Regions from separate parts of the Mus musculus genome. Here region 1 is linked to region 2. The links are chromatin contacts, called in public HiChIP or PLAC-seq maps. All regions are on one chromosome and are shown on one strand. Each heading gives the region's core, a stretch centred on a gene start, on an enhancer-like site or on the middle of the called end of the contact. The rest is flanking DNA. Distances are from core to core; before and after follow the strand shown. Region 1 holds the start of Epsti1 (epithelial stromal interaction 1 (breast)). Region 2 overlaps Gm1587 (predicted gene 1587).

Evidence for each region. HiChIP or PLAC-seq counts read pairs in DNA pulled down with a chosen protein or histone mark.
Region 1: a contact with region 2 is called in an H3K4me3 HiChIP or PLAC-seq map of bone marrow-derived macrophages, with 3 times the contacts expected there. The contact joins the promoter of Epsti1 here to the enhancer-like site in region 2. A contact is called at or near these places in 9 of 39 promoter capture datasets (the C10 cell line, cranial neural crest, embryonic stem cells and 5 more), 10 of 484 Hi-C or Micro-C datasets (the C10 cell line, ECoMG-derived neutrophils, the G1E-ER4 cell line and 6 more), 3 of 115 datasets of contacts at active chromatin or transcription factors (bone marrow-derived macrophages, double positive thymocytes and embryonic stem cells) and 3 of 9 other capture datasets (adipose tissue, liver and macrophages).

What each region holds. Positions count from the first base shown.
Region 1 is chr14:77,901,194-77,906,131 of GRCm38.p6, forward strand. It overlaps Epsti1 (epithelial stromal interaction 1 (breast)), which reads left to right and starts at 3,046. Exons shown (of 12, transcript NM_029495.2): 1 at 3,046-3,471. The coding sequence starts at 3,293.
Region 2 is chr14:77,792,555-77,797,083 of GRCm38.p6, forward strand. Gm1587 (predicted gene 1587) reads right to left here. Exons shown (of 3, transcript NR_157389.1): 2 at 4,404-4,497; 3 at 1,391-2,471. Among named protein-coding and RNA genes, the nearest start is that of Gm1587, 4.1 kb to the right of the region's middle. Within about 2 kb of position 2,942, at least 41 of the 459 cell types and tissues checked have an H3K27ac peak or open chromatin away from gene starts, as enhancers often do. A contact at or near this core is called in adipose tissue, bone marrow-derived macrophages and macrophages, where this site is marked.

The DNA.
Region 1 (4,938 bases), core at 1,796-4,295, 110 kb after region 2:
AGGTAACTTAGAAAATCAAATCCCTTGGTTTTCTCAGGAGAGAAAGGCATGGGTGGGTCTGTTTCCCATGCAAGCTAGACTGAGGAAAGTTCTTTTGAGTTTCATCCTGTTCTTTAAAGCTTGGTGGGTCAGCTAAAATTGCTCACTTTACTCCTGAATTTTTCATCATTTTAGAGCATTTTCTTCGCATATATTTTTTTTAATTCTCCCTTTCCACTTCTGCTTTCCTCTTCTCAACCCTGAAAGTCTTTTGCTCATATTAAAGTCATTTACCCAAAGGAATAAGTAAATGAGTGTTTCCCGAGGAGAGCAATATCTTAAAAGAGAGCCATTTCCTAAATGAATATCTAATTGGTAAAATTTCAAGCAATATAACAGTTTCATTAGATTTTGGGTCAGTCTCCTGTCCCCTAAAATATGTTCCTTCACCATTATGTGGCATGGTGGTTTTTAAAACAATAAAAGCCATAGAATTCTTGCACACAAAATAGGGCATCATGTCAGTATGTAGGAGAGAAGGAGTTAAAGTGGTTGGTTGGAACTGGGATGGGGACCCCAAGTTTTCTGAAAGTCCTAAGCCCTGCTTCTTTTTATCAGCCATTTCTACAGAGGTATACACTCCAACATCCTGGCAAAAAGCCAGGCTGACTCACTCACTCTCTCTCTCTCTCTCTCTCTCTCTCTCTCTCTCACACACACACACACACACACACACACACACACACACACACATGGATGGTGAGAGAGTAAATCACATGCAAGTGGATAAGGCATCCTGGGATATCCTAAGGAAGCATGTAGGCACCTCCTGCCATAGTGAATCACAAATATGAGTTTAATCAGGGAACATGGTAGAACAGTGAGCAGGCTAAGAATCTCTGTCTTGCCTGTGGGCCTCTGATTCAGTCTCATGTTTAGAACTTGAATTGTAGAGTATGGTTTGGGTTGTATAGTAAATAGGATCAAACAATATATATCTTTGAAATCAGTACCACCATTACTAGCTGTTTGGGGTTTGGGGCTGGGTTTCCCCTAACTTGCCTTTTCCCTTCCTCAAATGTTAAATCCAATGCCACGGATCTTCTCTTTGAAGCAAGGATTCCTGTGACATTCCCCAAGAACTCATGACTGGGCCCAGTACAGCCTCCAGGCAGGTCATGCTGGCCTTCTCCTAAGGTCACCATGGCAGCTGTGACATGACTGGAGCTTTCTGTTGGGGTCTATCATGAGGATTTGGCTGCTTCTGGGCATGGGCATTTGGGTCTGGGTGACTCTCCTGTGGGGCTGCTGTCTGAACACTATTTCATGTTTAGCGGTGTCTTGGCTTCTCCCCACTAGATGCCAGGTATCCTTCCTCCTCTAGGTTCCACTGTGACAACTGCCTCTAGGCTTTGCCTAATGTCTGTTGGAGGCAAAACTCAACTCGGACAACCATTGATATTAAGTATCTCCTTAGTCCTCACAACACCTTACAAGGTGGAGACGGGGACTTCTGCTCCCACAGTGCAGATGAGGAAAATGGGACCTCAAAGAAAGCAAACTTACCTCTGCCCTGGGGCCAGCATGTGTCCATGATCTCAGAGTGATGTAAGGCCTCCCTTCCCTCCCTCCACTGCCCCTGGGGATGGATCAGTTCTCCCTGGTGTTCATTTGCTTGTTTAGTTTTGTTTGTTTTCTTTAACCTATGTTATCTCTAGTTTGGTTTGGGTTTTAATGTCTACTTTGTATTTCCCACACAGCGGCCTTACTGCTAATACACATCTCTGGCCTAGCTTTACTAACCAGGTCCTCAGTTTTTCTTCCTGTTATTAACCTGTTCATTTTTCCATCTCGCCTTCACTTTGACTTTCTCAAGCTCTATGGAGAGCCCCCCTGCCCCTGCCTCCACCCCCCTGTTGCCGGTTCTTCCCCCGCTGGCCCACCCCCATTGCCGTCTACATTGCCTTCAGCACTGGTTCATAGAATGGTCTTGGATCAGCCTCACTGAGAACTGTTGGAAGGGCAATTCCTTAGGCCCACTCCAGAGCTGAACTCTAGGGTAAGCACCTACATACCCGTTCTAACACACCCATCATGTGGTTCTAATCCTCTCTGAGCTTTGAGACGCTCTGGCCCACTTAACCAAGCCCCAACACCTCCTCGTTGTGGTGTGTGCAGCAGACTATGCACTCCAATGGCCACTGCCTTCTCCCTTCCTATTTTACCACTTGCACTTAACGACCTTTCAGTTTTATTCTCTTATTAGCTATCCAACATGCATTTGTCTTTCTGCTCTAAGCACCAATAATAAATAAACCAAGACAGTGAAACTTCTGGGCGGCCAGTTGCCAAGCAGAAAGGCTCTGCCGTAGGACGTCACCTGGATGGGTACACACCACATAATTTTATAGCAGAAGCCCTGTCATAATGCCCTACCACCACCACCCCAGCCACACAGTCACATCAGGATTTTCTGGAACCTTAAAAACAAAACTAAACAAACAAAGGATGCCAGAACATAGTCCAAGACCTATGGAAATAGTCTTGTAAACCTGGTCTTTGTTTTTAACGTTTCAACAGAGCTGGATCACTGGAAGCTGTGCTTAGGACCGGCATTCAATCCGTCGGTTTTTGAATGCTTAGTCAATCACTTAGAGAGGCTAACAGGCCCTCGGCTCTGCCTATCCCTCAGCTCGCCTCTCCAGCTCTGCTGTTTTGTTTGTTTGTTTGTTTGTTTGTTTTTCTTTCTTCTGATTTCACTTTCCACTTCCTCTGACCGCCAAACAGCAGCCACAACTAACAAACGGAACTATTCTTTTTCTGTTCCATTGCTTTTAGTTATTGTCCTAATCTATGGGGACTCAAGGTAATATGTCCCCGGGTGTCCAGCTTCTGACAGTGACCTCAAATCAGGGACACCCCTTAAACAGCTCAAGTTTCTCCAGGTTTCTGGCTATTTTGCACCAGCTTAGAAGCTTCCCAAGGCTCATCATAATGATCTCTGGTGCTCTCTGCAGTGGCTATGAATCCCTGAGCCCGATCACCTGCAGCTGGGTGAACCAGCTCAGTTCTTCAGCCTTGCTAGAGGCAGGCTCAGCCCAGGAAGCTAACCTGTGAGAAAGTCCAAGGGTGTCCGGGTAGAGAATGAATGAGGAAGTTCTCTGAACCCAGCGGGTGGTTAAAGAGAAATCGAAACTCAGCTGTTAAAACCGCTCTCCTTGCTCTTCAGAACCCCTTCCTCGAGCCTCCTTAGAAGCCCTTACCAGCATCCGTCCCTCAAAGGCTGTGGCCAGGACCCCACGGGCTGTGGACCATGTACACCCGCAGTAAGGTGGTGGGCCCAGGCTTGGGCACTTCCTCCATCTCTCGGGACCACGCTGGAGCTGGGCAGCGCAGGGAGCTGGGCTTGCAGCAAAACCGGAGACAGAGTTTGGAGGTGGCAGCTCCCGAGGGCCCCAAGATGGAGAGGCAGGGGCATGCTGACCAGGGAAGGTAAGTATTTGCAAGCTGCCTTGGAAGCAGGAAGTCCTGTTCCCGAATATAATCAGGCCCCAGGTACCTTCCTGGTCTTTGGAGTTTGAAATCACAGAGGCTTAATAACAGGGATTTTGAAAGAGTTATATATCATTTACCTCTTTAAAATCACCTAGGAATTGATTTATTATGCCTTGCACCTGCCTGTTTGCAGACCTTTATAGCAGATTCTCACCCCCAGTCCACTGATTCTTAAGACTGGCTCAAGGATTAAAAGATGAATACATGCAACCTGGGCTTTTCATTCTTTATGAAAGTAAGTTTTTCTTTACTAGAGAAAGGGGTGGCGGCTCTAAATGGGACTACCATGCTAGAATAAAGGCAAGAAGGAGCGTGATGCAGAGGGTCCAGATAGCCTTAAAGCTATCTGGAAGTTCTCTAATGGTCTAACTTAAAGTTTCCATCAGTACAGCTGGGAGTGAGGACCCCAGACGCTCAAGATTGGATTGCATGCTAAGCAAAGCAGGGACTCATAGGAGGCGTTTATTCTTGATCTGCTGTTTAAGGACTGACGGTGGCATCCTGAACTCGAGCTCCCCCCCCCAATTTTTTATTAGATATTTTCTTCATTTACATTTCAAATGCTATCCCGAAAGTCCCCTATACCCCCCCCCCCGCTTCCCTACCCACCCACTCCCACTTCTTGGCCCTGGTGTTCCCCTGTATTGGGGCATATAAAGTTTGAAAGCAAGCTTTGTAGAACACCAGCGACCCTCTCCTTGCACGGGGTGGAATGGGCTTTTTTTTTTCCCACTCAGCACCATGGTTTGAAGTGCCGCCTCTGTGAATTAGAACTGTACAAATGGTTTTATTTTTAGTTTCCCTGCTTTGCAGCGACTTCTTTGTTGCAAGAAAGACAAATGCTGGTTGCTAAGGAACAGCTACCTAACCTTATGACCAATACACACTAGCACTAGAGATTCTTTCATCCCCATGTCGTTTCTGAAGGTAGGGAGGTTATGATACCATTCAGGGTAGCTACCCTTAGATGGGGCAGGTGATCTGGGAGTCAATCAGAGACTGTGGAATTTCTCTCAGAATAACTGGCATCTTGCCATAACCGAAGTTCATTAACTCCGAGTCACATGTCTATAAACTGGTCTCACACTTATGAGTAGTTAATGATAAAAATCCTTTTATTAGGAAGCATCCATTTAGATATAAGCACGTCTTTGTATGCTCCTCTCATCTCGTGGGCACTAAGCAGTTGTCTCTTTCTGTTTTCTGATGGGATGCTAATCGCTCCCTCGTCTTGCTGGACCAAATCCCTCTGAAAGGAACAGTTTGCTGCTAGAACATTAGAGAACTTCCTGAAAGACATCAGTTGCTTCATTAGAGTTGGCGGTAGTCAGCAGCATTAGAGAATGCTCTCCCCTTTGGGTGCTTAACATCTGAGTGTTTGGACCACTCTGGATTCAGCTTGTA
Region 2 (4,529 bases), core at 1,692-4,191:
ATTGGTCCTGAGACTCTGAGAAGGGAAAAGGGACCCTTTCGGAGGTCGACAGTGATATTGGTAGTAGAAGGCTAGTTATTGAAGGGCCAGGGATAGCCTGAAGTAGCAGCATAGGCTGAGTCCTACGTGGATTTGGCCACCAGATTCTCATAAATGGCAACCTTATAGCCTTGAGTGTCATAAAGCAATTCCTGCAATGTCACCCTCCCTGCCACCTTGCAGCAAACTCCTCTAGGTGACCCAGCCTCTATTCTCCTGCAATTGTTTGTTCCTCCCTGTAGGAGTTTCTGCACAGAAGTTCCTTTTTCTGGTTGTAAGCTTGAATAGCCAGGCCTTAGCCAGGTGCTATGGAGGGATTCAACCCTGCTGACACCAGAAAAATGAGGCCTGGTATTTTCTTTTTTCTCTAGAATGGGAGAGAGGAAGCTCTCAATACCACCTGGGGGCCAAGAGAAGGAGCCTTAGCCCTACCTACACCCACTGAGCTGAAGCACCCAGTTTTAATAAACTGTTTCTCCTACTGGGAGACATGTGCTCATTAACATCTGAAGCGATCTTCTCTTTCAGTAGAAAGCAGAAAGGTACAGGCATCTGGTTGACATTCGTATGCTGATGTCATTGACATTAGCAGAGAAGCACAGGGCTAGACACCCCTTCCTACAACCCATCTGCTGTTTGTGAGCCTCGCGATTCAAAAATAGTTCCTAACCTTTTTGGTTAATTCTTCGGATGGTATTTTCTTTAAAATTTATCTGATGAGTTAGACATAATTTTAAAAATTAGTTTCTAAAAGGTTCTGCGTTCATCCTCTCTCATCTGTTTTCAGTAGAGCATATGGCTGAAACAGATCGAGTCCCTGGCAGAGAGAACCCGTATGATCTCGGCTGGCTTTTGAAAGCTGCTCTCCAGCAAGGCACTCTGACGCCACAGGGTCAGTGTCCTCCCAGGCACAGGCCCTTGTGTGAAGCAGGTGGCCCGAAAGCACTAGAAGCTGAAAATCACAGCGACAAGGTGTCATTTCCGGAGACCAGGCTGGCCTCGAACTCACAGAGATCTGCCTGCCTCTGCCTCCCAAGTGCTGGGACTAAAGGTGTGTGCTACAGTGCTTTTACCTCAATTTACCATGAAAGTTGGAAATCCTAACGAGAAGTCTCTTCAGCATTTCCAGAGATTATCCTTTGTAGACTGTACCTGGTTTAAAATGTGAAACGAGACTTTGGAAAGAAGGTGATGGAACATTCTCCAAAACTCAAAACATAAACGAGATATAAATCCGATTTTTTTAATTTTTGGAGTTTTTTGTTTTTGTTGTTCAGTTACTGTTCAAAAAGCTTTCAAGACAAGAATTCAACACACTATTTCTTTAGCGTGTATTTCAACACTTTATTTCCAGGACCTCTTCCCTAGCAAGGGACAGTACCCCATCAACTTCCTAGCCACCGAGCTTCAAAACCTTATGAAGAAAGTGAAGCAAAACCCACCCCCAAACCTCACATGAGGCACGACCATCCCAGAACACGGAAGTAATCCGTCTGCTTGTTCACAAAATGGCTTCCTGCAAAATGCATGCTCAGACATAAGCATGCAAGACCATTTTTTTTTTCCTGATCTGAATTGCAAGTCCAGCCCAAGAAACTTACACATTTGCATGAAATACTCTTAACAAGTGCTTCCCAGGTGAGAAGTTTTAAATGAATGTTTTTGTTTTGTTTTGGCCAGAGGAGACAGAAAAATGGCTGCAGCTGGTCAAGGGTTATATTTCTTACAGCCAGGAGATTCCAATCTGTTTCTTTACCTCCATGGGATCAATAAACAGCCAGGCTGATATACATCAAACTGCTTTGGTCTTGCCAGTATATACTCTCATGCACATGAACACACACACATACACACACACACTCAGGATTTCTTGGCTCCCCTCAAGGTAGAGCCATTCCAAATCCTGACATCACTGAAATATGTACAGGAACGGAAGCAATAAAGAGAGGAACACAAGAGAGAGAGAGGGAAACTCTGCCTGCTCTGGATGTGCCCTCGAGACAGTTGTTCCTACAGTGCAGGCTTTGTTCTTGTGCAATCGAAACACAGACCAAATTCAACTCTGTCAGCAAAGATACTGGCATAGTCACCCCAGATGGGACTGGTAAGAAAAACGACCTGTGTGAGATCTGAGGGAGCAGGCAATCACGGTTAGTCATAAACCCCCTCCAAGGGCCCAAGATCTGCAGAACACAAGGATTGAAGCGGCTTGAATGCTGTAATCTCCATTTATAGACTTCCCCAGGCCTCCACCCAGGCCTCACAGCTATGCCTGTCCCTATACCTCAGCCAAAGCTTCAGCACTTGGTCACAAAGAGGAAGGCACAGCATGGGATGACGCAGGATCCCAGAGCTTCTTCTTGGAAGTAGGATTCTGGGAAATGCCTTGTCTACTTCCAGGAAGAGCTTCATTGACCACATGTTCTTCTCGGCTGTAGGATAAGAAGCTTGGGTGAGAAGGTAAGGCGGGACAATTCTGCCATCTCTCCAACTCTCATTAGTTTATTTTTTTTCTCTTCAGACTTCGTGGAAAAGAGAATTAAGAATAGTAAAATTGAATATCCCTAATCTGAAGTCCGAACAACACCCAAATCTAAAACTTTCTGAGCACTCAAACTATCACACTGTGTATTCAATGATTCTAAGTCTTAATTTTTCCCCCCTCAGCTCTGAAGCTCCAAGCATTTCAGATAAGGCATCCTCACGCTGCTTCCAATGGAGGGTGTTTGTTGATTTGCTGTGAGATGTGGGTGTTACTGATGTTGGCAAGGGAAACGCTTGGTAGAAAGAGGAACTTTGGCTCAGTTCTTCAGGACCTCGTGCACTTAGGAGGACACAGAAAAAATGAATGGCTTTTCCCCACATCACACATGGGGAAGTCCTATAGCTCAGGAAGGAAGGAAAAGATCTCCAAGGAGGGAGGTACTTCTCAGAACTACTTCCTCAAAAAGAGTCCACCCCTCATGAGCGCTAAAGGACAAGTTAGGATGACAACCTAGTACGCACTTGGCAATAGATTTGGTTCCTTGGGCAGACAATAGTGTCCTGGGTTTGAAAGCAGGTTCTGAACACCTCACAGCCTGAGTGGACCTCTCCCTGAATCTGTAACTTGAGAATAGTATGCAGTGTAGGAAAACCACCACAAGACACACAGCGCTCACAGTAATGCCCCTTCCAATAAAGCGTGTCCTCTACTGGTTTGCAGACAGAGCTAGATTCTAAGCTGGCTACAACAGACAGATATTTAAAAACAATCCCAAAGGGTGAAGGTTGGAGTGGTTCTGTTTGCCACTTGCCCAGCTTGGCATTTTAGAAGAAAAAGCAAGCCAGCTCTCCAGGGCCTGGCATTAAGGAAAGGAAAAAATCTTGCTGGTTTCCTTTTGTGTCCTCGGTCTTTGAGGGGGACTTAAGGAGTCCCTCAACCAGTAAAGGGGAAGAGAGAAAGAAAGCCTGGTGCAGCATCCTGCCCAGCTGGCCTGCTGGCAGCACACAGACAACACTGCTGGGGTCCTTGTTAAAGTTCCAGCCCATCTCACATACATTGCCTTTTACCCTCTTAGCCTCACACTGCTGCCATTCTGGTCCCCCAAAGTCAGGTCTCCAGACTGTTTTAAGCTCCAGAACAGCAGATATAGTGAGATATAGATCAGGGCCATCAGAGAATTGGGCTGGCTAGGAAAGTGCTTGTGTTTGCAACATCCATGAGTTGTCAGAGTTAGCAAGCCAAACTATGAAATGTCAAATTAAATTTGAATTTTACATATACTTCTTTCTCCTAGAGTACAACTATGTCCCAGGGGTTATGTGGAGCATTATTATATTAATATTTTTGTTTTGTGTTTTGAGACAGGGTTTTGCTATGTAGCAAGGCTGCCCTTTCCAATGTGTACCCCACCCCCAACCCTTCTGCCCTGCCTCCCGAGTACTGGATGACATGTAGTGTGCTTTGTGATTCTGGCTCTACGCTATTTCAGCTGCTCTGAAATTCAGAAGTATGTCTGCATCCTGTATTTGTGTCTCAATTCTTTCATTTGGGCTTTTTCTTGGTTTATTTCTTGTGGCAGGGTCTCAGACTGTAGCCCGAGCTGGCCTGGAACTCATTATGCGATTCAGAATGACCTCATACTTCCAGCAATCCCTACCATCCCAAACACTAAGACACTGTACTGCAAGTTACTACCATTCTTTAAAAATAATTGTGTGTGTGTGTGTGTGTGTGTTCATTGTAAATATGTAAATCTGTGGTGGGGCTATACAAGCACATGCTTGCACATGCCTGTAGAGGCCAGAGATCACCAGTGTCTTCTTCAATGGGCTCCCCTTTATCTTTTAAGACACAGCCTCTCGATGAACCTTGAACTCACCAATTGGCTTGGTTGGCTGCTCAATGAGAGCCAGGGACTCTGCTGTTTCCATCCTTACACAGGGTGGTGGGGTTCGACATGTGTGCTTGCATACCTGTATGTAAAAAACCTGAACTTAGGCCCTTA